3 separate regions of the Sus scrofa genome follow, and regions 1 and 3 are each linked to region 2. A link is a contact called in public Hi-C data. All regions are on one chromosome and are shown on one strand. Each heading gives the region's core, a stretch centred on a gene start, on an enhancer-like site or on the middle of the called end of the contact. The rest is flanking DNA. Distances are from core to core; before and after follow the strand shown.

Region 1 (3,617 bases), core at 102-2,601, 61 kb before region 2:
CTTTCCTTTCTCAGCAATGATAGTGCTAGGGTGGGAATTTGGTAATTTTACATGGCGCCCCCGTCTGACCAAGTGGAAAACTGTGCACAGCTTGCTGAGGTCAGGAGCACACTACTGTCTAGAGAATGCACTATTGAGCTAAAAGGTCCAGTGAGAAATAAACCAATAATTTTAACCTCATAAGCAGTATTTGACCTGTTAAATTCAAGCGTGCCACAAAATGCTCTACACATTCTGCGCCCTCTAAATAGCTAGAAAATCAATGTTAAGCCAAGGACTTTCAAAGAAACAAAAAAAAATTAAGTCAAGCACATTATGTTAAGAGGAGAAGTGGCGGGCTGAGATACAGAGAAGAAAAACTACCTACCTCCCAACTTACTAAGTAGAGAAAACAGTAAAAAGAACTACAACAAAGTAAAAATAAAGACAGTATGAACAGAGTTCAGTGGACTTAAAAGAAAACATTACTTCCAGAAGATTTCATGAAGAATGGTAGGCTTTCAAGTGGTCAGGTTATAAAACCACGATTGCCCGGCAACAAGGGGCAGTCCCTGTAATTACAATACAATCACTTAACAGTTCCGGGTGAGAGGCCGTGGCGCCTTGAGCATCACTGAACTCTAAGCACCTGCTGAACACGTTCCAAACCTTAGCCTTCTGGAGTGAGGCAGCGGTTCGCTATGACTTACTTTTAAATTCCACCCGTCAGTGGAAAAATAGAAATCCTAACCCTCCGCAGCCTAACCCTGCAATCTCCGAATACAGTCCGCGACGGTTTGGGTCTCAGTGACTTCTCCGGCCACGTGTGGGAAGCACCTCTCTGCCCAGGCTGAATACAGCTGCTAGGGGTTATGTTCTCTTATATCTGAAACCCCTCCTCTGGGGCGCAGCCCTCCACGTCGTACCCCCTGCGCCCCCCTCCGCCAAACTGAAACGGAGACCGGAGAGTAGAGGAACCTGGAACTACGGACCCCCACAACAAGAAACACCCACGCCCATCTCCGGGCAGGTAGGGATGCCTCGGCCCCAGCTTTGTCCCGGCAGAGGTTCCGGGGACCCTGTAACCCCGGCCCTGCCGTAGCGTTCCCGCGGCCTGGCCCGCTGGCCCTCACCAATGCCAGTTGTTGACGTTGGTGGCGTCCGCCCGCTCCTCCACGATCCAGCGTGGGTCGCCCTCACCCCACTTAGCCATCGGCTCGCCTATCGCGCCGCCACCAGCGCCTAAGCAGCCACAGCCACAGCCTCAGGACCGCCCGGTCCCAGCCGCCCGGCAGCGCCTGGAAACTACTAGAAGCGGCCGCAGATCCTCCTAGCTTGCTTTTCCCTCCACCCCCCGCCCCTCCCCGCCTCAACTTCCGGCTCCTCCTCCGTCCTACCGGGTACTTCCGTTCCCCCTCGTCGGACCTTAGCTTCCCACTGCTCTAGGGCTCCTGCTAACTCCTTCGGGTTATCCCGTAAAAGGCCCGAAATGCAACCCTCAACACGACCATTCCCCACCCGCAGAGACCCAAAAGACAAGTCTCACTGTTTCCCTGAACCCTTAATCTGCCCTGTTGAGCCTCATGGGAGTTGTAGTCTTCAGTGACCCTGCAAAATAACCGCGGAAGGTCGTGCAACCTGTAGAGGAAACCTCCTAAGCACGGTGCGCTGGGTGTTCTGGGAGTTGTAGTCATGAGGCCCGGAGTCTGTCCAGGCAGCGTCGGATGATCGAGGCGGCGAGAACTACAACTTCCATAATGCGATGTGGCTTCCTTTTTGACTCATGGTTCCTCCCCCTCTGCGACACCTCCTCCCGCCTCTCTCCGAGACTATCCCCTTCCGCCCCTTTTCTATGTCGCAAAGATTGTGTAGAAAGGCTGGTCCAGCGGCGGAAGAGTCTGGCGCTGACCTGAGAGGGAGGGCTCGGTGTGGAAGAGGTGAGGGTGTCCCAAACCCCTTGGGCCACGTATCTGGCTGAGTTCAGCCTCTCCGCATCCATATCTTCCCCCCTATTCTTTGAGGCGTCCCCAGACCTCCCAGGCCTGACTCTTGTTTCAGTCCCCCTGACCCCTGGGTTGGGAGCCAGTGTACACTCGGTGTTGGGGCTGCGAATGAGCCCGAACAGGTGATTTTGAACGAACTTCTGCCCCACCAGGGTTCTCCTGGGCTCTGGCCGCTTCTGTAGATCCGTGTTTCCTGGACGTGGCCCGTGGAGTCTTCCTAGTTTAAGCCACATTTCCTCGTCTCAGTTCATAGCCGCACCTTTGTAGGCCTGGCTCGGAAGATGTTAAATGAATCCGAATATGACTTCTCAGTAGCTGGCTTCTGGGGTGTTCTGAGGCAGGGAGCGTGTTGGTTGTAGATATTTTGGGGGTGTCCGTTTTCTTTTCCTTATCGTGTTCCTGTTCTCCCCTCGGATCTACTATCCAGTATTGTGGGTTCTCAGTAAACAAGTGACAAGGACAAGCCCTGAAGTATTTTAAGTCGTGCGGAAGCACCTTTCATAGTCACTCTTAAAATTGCACCTGGTGGTTTTATAAATTCTAGAACGATTAAATGATTGTCTTTTTATTTACTGAGTAGATCTTGGTTCTGATTTGATGCTGGAAGTACAAACTAGTGTCACGTGTTCATTGCCATTGCATGGTTAAAAAAGATTCCAGAAGTCCTCTGGTGGATTATTGGATTTGTTAGACATATTCTGTGCTTATTCGTAGACACTTACAGATATTTATTTTTTGTAGTATAGTAAGGACCTGCGGTCGTTTCCCCTAGAGTGATAAAAAGGACCATGCAAATCGAAGTGGAAATGATCTAGGAGAGAGAAAACCTGGATTATAGAAGCAATTAGCTTAATACTTTTGATGCTTAATCCTTTTGTGCCTCATTTCCCTCATCAGTGAAATGGAGTCTGCCAGGCCTCCCTTAAAGGGTTGTTCTGAGGATTACAAAGTGCTCTATAAAGTGGCATCTCTACCAGAGACATTCACATCCTGTATACACACCTTCAGTGTTTGGGATGGGCACTTAGAAGTTTTGTGTCAAATAATATTTTTTTTAAACTTTAGGAATGCTTAGAAAGATTTTCTTTCTACCTTTGACATTAATAAGTCTTTCAGTTGACTTATTAATAATAAAAATATTGAACATTAATTTTGTATCAGGCACTAAAGTGCCTTATGTGTTTAAACTGGTTTAAGCCTCACATCAGTCTTACAAGGTGGTTTCTTTTCTTTTTTTTTTCCTTTTTGTCCTTTTAGGGCCACACCTGAGGCATGTGGAGGTTCCCAGGCTAGGGGTTGAATCGGAGCTGTTGCTTCCAGCCTACACCATAGCCACAGCAATGCCAACCAGATCCAAGCTGTGTCTGCAACCTACACCACAGCTCATGGCAATGCCATATCCTTAACCCACTGAGCGAGGCCAGGGATCAAACCCGAAACTTCATGGTTCCTAGTGGGATTTGTTTCCACTGTGCCATGACAGGTGGTTTCTATTGTTATGCCCATTTCACAGATGGCTGAGATAGAAAGATGGCAGAAGATATACTATACTGGAAAGTCCTAACAGTGTTTATACTAGGCACCTTGTTAGGTGTTTCTTGAGTCCTATTTATTCCTCACTGCAGTTCTGTGAGC
Region 2 (3,839 bases), core at 193-2,692:
ATTGGCATCAGAAAGCTGAAACAGACTCTGGAGTTCTTTAGAAAACTCATAATCTGTATTCACTAAGTTTGCTTCACTTACTGTAAGAGACCCTGACACAGAGTCTTTTGAAACTTTTTTAGTTTCATTTAGTAACAACTTTCCGATTTGATGGTCAGAGTGCTCTAGCTCTTCCTGGTCTGCAGAATGCTTAAATTCAATTGGTTCTGGCCTAGCTTCCTTGGCAAATTCTACATGTGTCTCTTTTCCAAGTAGTGGTTCTGTATAATCTGGTAACTCCAAATCTCCCTCCTTAGTTGGCTCTGTTTGTGTCTTCTCTTGCACTTCTGGTTTGGTCTGCTGTGGTGGCATTTGATCTGTTTCCTCAGTTGACTTTCTTGGTTCTATCTTTGGAAACGCTGGGTCAGTCTCTTCTGGTGGATCTAGAACTTTCTCCACAGTTGACTTTCTTTGTGGCTCCTCTTGAACTTCTGGTTTGGCCTCTCCTGGGAGCTCTGGAACTGTTTCCTCAATTGGTTTTCTTGATTTTTCCTCAGAAAACTCTGATTTGATCTCCTCTAGTGGCTCTGACATTTTCTCTTCAGTTGATTTTCTTTGTGTGTCCTCAGCGGACAGACTTGGTTTCTCTGCTGGAATCTCTGCTTTGGCCTGCCCAGTGGCTCTGTCCTTTTCTCAGGTGACTTACTTTGTGTCTCCTCTGGAATTTCTGGTGTAGCCATCTTTAGTGGCTGTAGAGCGTCCTCTTCCATTGATTTTCGTGGTGTCTCACTTGGATATTCAGGTTTGGTCTGCTCTATAGGTTCCAGACCTGTCTCTTCATATTGCTCTCTAAGTGATTCCTCCCGAACCTCTGGTTTGGTCTCCTCTACTAACTCTAATCTTGTCTCACTCATGGTGGACCCTGGGACCGCAGACTCGGCTTCCTTTGGTAGCTCTAGGTCTGTTTCCTTAGCTGACTCTATGTGTACATCTTCTGTAACATTCGATCTGGCTTCCTCTTCTGGCTGCTCCCCCTTTTTGTCCGCAGGGACCTCCACATCCTTGAAAAGCTCTCCTCCTACCTGTCTGGATGTCTCTGACCTTACCTCTTGGGGAATCCCTAGCTCAGTCTCGTTGGAAAAGTATATCTCAGACTTGTTGGGAATCTCTTCTTCGGACACGCGGGTTGGTTTTAGGAGTGGGTGTCCTTCCTTAGCACTCTCCCATGCTCCCTCTTTGAAGTCCTCTTCCTCTGTCTCTGGCTCTTGTTCAGTCTCCACAGGTACCTCCAGGCTTCCCTCGGCCATGACGTCTGGTTCGTCATCTTCAGTCACCTTAGGAGACTCAGGCAGTTTTGCTTTCTCATACGGCAGGTTTTCATCTTCACCCAGATCAGAATCGTAATCTTCTGGGACTTCAGCCATGACGCAGCTGAGCCGACGCGCTCAGGCCTCCTAGCAACCCCAACTTCCGATAGCGTCTCTATGGATACCACGACTTCCGGCCGGGTCTCACGGAATCTTCTCCAGGTTTTGTTTGTTCTTTCAAGCCCTGACTTTACAAACCTGCGATCAGCAGCACGCAGTAACCCTCCCCGAGCCCGCACTGCCAGCCTCCGCTGGGCAGAGCTCCTCGGACCGCCCGGGGGCCGACGCGCTGCCCCTTCCGGCCCGCGGGCTCTACTCGGCTCTTCCCGGCGCGCTCCGCCTTCGGCTGTTTCCGGAGCCACTGGCGGCGAGCGGCGGAGGCGCTAACCGCGCGGGCTGCAGATGTCTGACCCGCAGGTCGCTGAGGGGCCGGGCGTCTGGAGCCCCGCAGCCCCCCGAGGGCCGGCGCGCGGCGTCGGGGACGGCCTGGGAGTGGAAGGGAGCCAGGCAGCCGCCTCAGGTACGAAAGGCTGGGGCGCCGGCGGGTGGGTGCCTTCCGGCCTCGGGGCCCCGCACCTCGGCGCGAGGCTTGGCCGCGCTCTGCCTGCGCTGCCCGGCGGAGTGGACCGGCCTGGGCAGCCTCTGCGCGCGTGGAGCCCCTGCCTTCGCTCCTGCCCGGGCCCCACTCCCCCGTCCCGCGACCCCCTCTCCTGCCACCTCCCGGGCCTGGTCTTCGCTCGCAATTATTTTCAACTCCTGTTTCGAAATGTCTTGGTTCCTGCTCCGTTTCCCTTCTTAGATCAGCCCGGATGGTAGTGACAGGGCTGCTCTGTTCCTGGCGACTCTTTAGCTTCAGCGCGCCCTTTCATCACTCCTGGGCTGCCGGCCCCAACCCACCGGCTCTCAGCCCCCTGCTTCTGGCTCCCTCTCCGGATCCACCTCTGTCCCAGGTCCCAGCCTTTCCACGCGCTTCTCTGCCCCCATCCGAATAGGCAGCCTCTCCTCCTTCTGTCCAGAACCCCACTTGCTCTAGCCTTCCAGCACATAGGCCCCCGTGCCTCACCTCGCATCCATCCTCTCCGTCTCTCAGGGTAGGGGAGATGAAAAGCAGAGTTGGAATAGGTAGGCTCTGGGGTCTTTTGAATGAACATAGCGGCCAGAGCAAAGGCAGGAAATAGAGGCTGAGGTAGGAACTTTGGCGACCTCCCTCATTCTCCAGGACCCTCGTCTTCTTGTTAGAGCCTGTCTCATTTCCACCCACGCTAGTTTCTCCGTGTGGATTACTTCATTGTCAGTGTCCAAAAGCGAAGGTGTCCAGCAATCACACTTTTACCTTTCAAGCTTCCACACATGATGCAACTAAAAGGATGCCTGTAGGGGAAAGAACTGGTCTCACTTAGTAGCAAGTGTAAATTTAATGCCCAGTTCTGAAGTTAAAACAGACATCATAAAGTGGATCGATAGAGCTGGTGCCATGGTGCCTGGTTGGAGTCTGAATCTTTAAGGTACTTGGGCAAGTCACTTCTCTGTTTCCTCACCTATAAATTGTGGGCGCTGATGATACCTGCCTAATAAGATTGCTGGGAGGATTTCAGGAACTACTGTGTATGAGGCACTTGGTGCCTGGCCCACCCACTGTACACACTATACTGGTGAGATCCATTATTACGGGAAAAAGGTCTGGATTTGCTCATGGAACCTCTATGTGCTGTCAGAAGAGGTTTTCTCGGATGTGTATCTTCCAGGATGGTGACTTTCTCTGTCTTTTTACTTCCTGTCCTAAGTATCTCCCATTGCCTAATGCTGCTTGGGTGAAACACATACACATGCACGTGCATACACAGCTTTGAATCATCCTTCTTTTCCCTGTGACTTTTTGTTTTCTTATTTTTTTTTTTTTTTTTTTTTTTTGTCTTTTGCCTTTTTTTTGTTGTTGTTGTTGTTGTTATTGTTGCTATTTCTTGGGCCGCTCCCCCGCGGCATATGGAGGTTCCCAGGCTAGGGGTTGAATCAGAGCTGTAGCCACCGGCCTACGCCAGAACCACAGCAACGCGGGATCCGAGCCGCGTCTGCGACCTACACCACAGCTCACGGCAACGCCGGATCGTTAACCCACTGAGCAAGGGCAGGGATCGAACCCGCAACCTCATGGTTCCTAGTCGGATTCGTTAACCACTGCGCCACGACGGGAACGCCCCTGTTTTCTTATTTTAAAACCTAATTTAATTTTTGTCTTTTTTCCTTCTTACAAGCTCTTAGGCTTTGTAGTAAATTCAACATTGATGGTATGTATTTAACAATAGAAAATTCAAGCACGCTTTCTGAAAGATTAAGCAAATGAACACTCAGAAAGTCTCATAAACATCTGTGCCTTGCATGTGTCAATATCTATAAATTAAGGATTTTTAAAAACTGCTTCTTTAGATCTGTGCGGCAAATATACCCAAGCATTTTAGATAGAAAGGTCCAAAGAATAATCCAGGAATGTATTGC
Region 3 (3,490 bases), core at 496-2,995, 57 kb after region 2:
TGTCATTGATAGTTGAGTGGCTATAACTGCATGTACTCTGTTCTGAGGTGTATCCCTTTCCTTAACTGGTGAGGTTGGTGGGGCTCCTGGGGCCAAAGCAGTGACTAGAGAGGCATAGACATTAGCTTAGAATCCTTGAAGCAATGCCTTACTTAATTACTAAATGTTACACCTTTGACCTGTGATCACAGAATGCCACTGCCCTCACATTATCTACTTATGGGCCATCAAGAGATGTAATGGAGGGCTATTCCTGCTATTTCTCTTACCGATGCAATTAACTGCACAAACCATTTCATGTTCTTTTTGCATTTGTAGAGCAAAATTTTAAGCCCATCATCACTCCTGGAGGAACTTTTTCCAATTCAAGTATCGATTCTGATCACTCTAGCAGATAGTTATTTACTTAGAAAAATAGCCTTTTAGGAGTTCCGTGGCTCAGCAGTTAATGAACCTGACTAGCATCCATGAGGATGCGGGTTCCATCCCTGGCCTCACTCACTGGGTTAAGGATCCGGTGTTGCGGTCAGCTGTGGTGTACTCTCAGATGCGGCTCTGATCCAGCCTTGCTGTGACTATGGTGTAGGCCAGTGGCTACAGCTCCGATTCAACCCCTAGCCTGGGAACATTTACATGCTATGGGTGCAGCCCTAAAAAAAAAAAAAAAAAAAAAAAAAAAAGACAGAAAAGAAAAATAGCCTTTTATTTTTTTTCTCACTTTTGTTTTTCTTTTTAAGGCTACATCCACAGCATATGGAGGTTCTCAGGCCAAGGACTGAATCTGAGCTGTAGCTGCAGCAAGGCAGATCCTTAACCCACTATATGGGGCTGGGGATCGAAGGTGCCTTACAGCATATCCCCACTATGGTGGGAACTCTCAGATTTTATTTTTAAACCATTTCTTACACACGATTTTCAAGAAAGACTCCTATAATCCCATTTGGACGTGAAAGGGTTACACATTGTGAAAGTGGTGCTATATTCCGCCTGATGTGCCACCACCTTCCTTTGAGCTCAAATAGCGGCTCTTTCACAAACTTTAATAAGTTTCAACAGGGAGCTTATTAAACATGCAGATTCTGGGTTCCTTCCTCCAGAGATTGATACAGTGGTTCTGGGGCGGGCCCAGGAGACGCAAATTAAAACCGGTTAAGTTCCCCAAGTGATTGTGATGACGAAAAGTGCCACAGCCTCCCCTCGCCCCTAGCAATGCAAACCCCTTCAAAATGCAAACAACCCTGTAAGGCCATATGTTAACCGATTGGACCTATCGTGCGGCCTGGTCGGGAAAGAGACATGCAGTGCTGCGCCAAAAAGGGAGACGAGGGACAACGTTCGGAAGTTCTAGAAGATCGGGTAGGGGGAGAAAGGTGAAGCGCAAGGGCACCAACCAAGCCCGGGACGCTACACCTGGACGCAGCGCTGCGGGGCCAATCCTGCCTCGACCACAGGCCCCAGCGGACAGCGCGCAGGCGCAGAAAGGGGCCACCGCAGCCAACAGCATGCTGGGAGTCGCTGTCGGAGCTGGGGGCGGGGCCGAGCGGCTCACCTTTGAACTCGCCCACCCAGCAAGTAGCGCCCCCTCTCCCCTGATGCGTGGCACAGACCTTCCCCGCTTGCATCTCCTAATTCAGACGACCTTTCTTCCCGACCAGGAAACTTCACGCCTAAGACTCTGACCCGTCGACGATTTAGGCCCAGTGAGATCCCGACACGTCAGAACTTCGGTTTTCGTGTCGGTAACGTGAAGGGTTGGATTAGAACGAGCTTTTAGGGCTCTTCTGGCTGGCCCCGCCCTTTCCGCCCCGCCTCCGCCCCGGGGGCTGCTGGGAATTGTAGTTCTTTGCTCCTGTTTTCTTCCGGGCCCGGCCCGCCCGGAAGTCATGCTCTGCGCCACTGGCCGCCTCCTAGCGGCCCGGGCGGCGACCGCACTCCCCGCCCAGCCTAGAGGCCGGGGCCTGGCGCCCTGCTGCCGGCGCAGGGAACTACATTTCCCAAGGAACCCCGAGAAGTCCCTTGGTAACTTCTTGGCCGGACAGCTCGCAAGACCCAGCGCGCTTGCAGGCCGGAGGGCCATCCTGAGAAGGGTAAGGATGCCACCGGCGGTGGGCGGAGGCCTGGCAGGGTCCGAGCTGCGTCCCCGGAGGGGCCGCTGTGGGTCCCAGGCTCCAAGGGCCGTGGGCGCGGATGCGGCTGCCGAGACTACAGCGCGGAGCCCCAAACGGCCTGTTCCGGGCTCGCGGCGCTTCGAGGCGGTCGGCCAGTGGGCTCTACTGGCCCTGGTGACGCTAATGTCCTTCGCCACCCGCTTCCATCGTCTGGACCAGCCGCCGCACATCTGGTGAGTAATGGGAGGGACTCGGCACCATGGCAACTGGGAGGGAATGACGCGCCTTCTCATTGGTCCGGGGCATGGAGGGGGCGGGATTCGCAGCCCAGGGACGGGGCCGCGCTGGAAGGGAAACAGGTTTCTGGCCAGGCGCAGTCTCTATGAGAGGAGTCATTTTTGCTCTGGTGAATGGCAGTGGGATTCTTTAGGATCTGAGGAAGTAGTCACATGTCTTGTAGGTTATGCTGCAACGTCTCACCTGGCTCTCAAATTGTGGCTTTGAACTTTCCCAGGAGAATCTTAGTACAGAATTTCCTAAGGCCTGAGTTCCTCTTCTACAGTAATTCCAGGCATCAGTGGAGGGGAGCATGCCTAACTGGGCGCCTTATTCTCGACAACCGAAACAACTCGTGTGTCCAAGCGTCCCAGGACCATCCTTTGAGGAGAGACATATTTCCTTAAAGGTTTTATTTTGTAGGACTAAGTTGTGGAAGTCAAATTTCATTAAGTAAACTTTAAAGTTTCCATCAAGAAGGAGGAAAAGTTTTATACTCTCTGAAAATTGTTCATTTGTTTGGCCAAGAAGTTTGTGTGTGGAGGGGTTGGATGGGTGGGGGGGTTGAGAGGGAAGGACCAGTAAGTCTTATTTCAGATAGCTGGGAAGTAGTCTAAGGCCAATCTTTTATCCATTAGCATCTGTACATAGGTGTTTAGACTGACCTCTGATTTTTGGTGTCATTGCCAATAATTACCATGAAGTCCCTCATTTAAAAAAAGAGCGACTCCCCTGCCCAATGGAAAGACATTCCATAGCACATTCTTCCCTACATTCTAACAAATTACCTGAAGGGGTGCAGGTCACTCCAGTTCAGGATTTTTTGTTAAATTTTATTTGGATCACCATCACGTTTGATTTAGATCACTGTTAGGGTGGTTTGGTTAAGTCACATGGGCAGTGAGTGTCACTGAGTAGTTTCAGCCTCAATCACTATACAGGACAAAGGTTAAGGGCCCTAGGGTGTTGGGAGAAGCATATGAATTTATATCAGTGATGTCAGTAGGAGGTTGTGCCAGTCTATGTATTTGCACACATGTGAGGGAAGTCCATGTTTGGGCGTTAATGTTGATGTTCTCAGGTACATCAGGATAGTTCAAGACTGG

Evidence for each region. A called contact is a pair of places that touch in the nucleus more often than the background predicts.
Region 1: a contact with region 2 is called in a Hi-C map of skeletal muscle, with 5 times the contacts expected there. The contact joins the promoter of AHSA1 here to the promoter of SAMD15 in region 2. A contact is called at or near these places in 6 of 47 Hi-C or Micro-C datasets (alveolar macrophages, heart right ventricle, liver and 1 more) and 1 of 2 datasets of contacts at active chromatin or transcription factors (alveolar macrophages).
Region 3: a contact with region 2 is called in a Hi-C map of skeletal muscle, with 8 times the contacts expected there. The contact joins the promoter of GSTZ1 here to the promoter of SAMD15 in region 2. A contact is called at or near these places in 2 of 5 promoter capture datasets (fetal liver and liver), 7 of 47 Hi-C or Micro-C datasets (alveolar macrophages, brain, heart right ventricle and 2 more) and 1 of 2 datasets of contacts at active chromatin or transcription factors (alveolar macrophages).

What each region holds. Positions count from the first base shown.
Region 1 is chr7:100,508,330-100,511,946 of Sscrofa11.1, reverse strand. AHSA1 (activator of 90 kDa heat shock protein ATPase homolog 1) reads right to left here and starts at 1,351. Exons shown (of 9, transcript XM_001928890.6): 1 at 1,113-1,351. The coding sequence starts at 1,192. It overlaps VIPAS39 (spermatogenesis-defective protein 39 homolog), which reads left to right and starts at 1,783. Exons shown (of 20, transcript XM_003356755.4): 1 at 1,783-1,916.
Region 2 is chr7:100,447,161-100,450,999 of Sscrofa11.1, reverse strand. SAMD15 (sterile alpha motif domain-containing protein 15) reads right to left here and starts at 1,442. Exons shown (of 5, transcript XM_013989196.2): 1 at 659-1,442; 2 at 1-656. The coding sequence starts at 1,403. TMED8 (protein TMED8) reads left to right here and starts at 1,650. Exons shown (of 6, transcript XM_003356761.4): 1 at 1,650-1,866. The coding sequence starts at 1,749.
Region 3 is chr7:100,390,527-100,394,016 of Sscrofa11.1, reverse strand. It overlaps GSTZ1 (glutathione S-transferase zeta 1), which reads right to left and starts at 1,745. Exons shown (of 9, transcript NM_001243638.1): 1 at 1,608-1,745. The coding sequence starts at 1,622. POMT2 (protein O-mannosyl-transferase 2) reads left to right here and starts at 1,853. Exons shown (of 21, transcript XM_001926162.6): 1 at 1,853-2,341. The coding sequence starts at 1,884.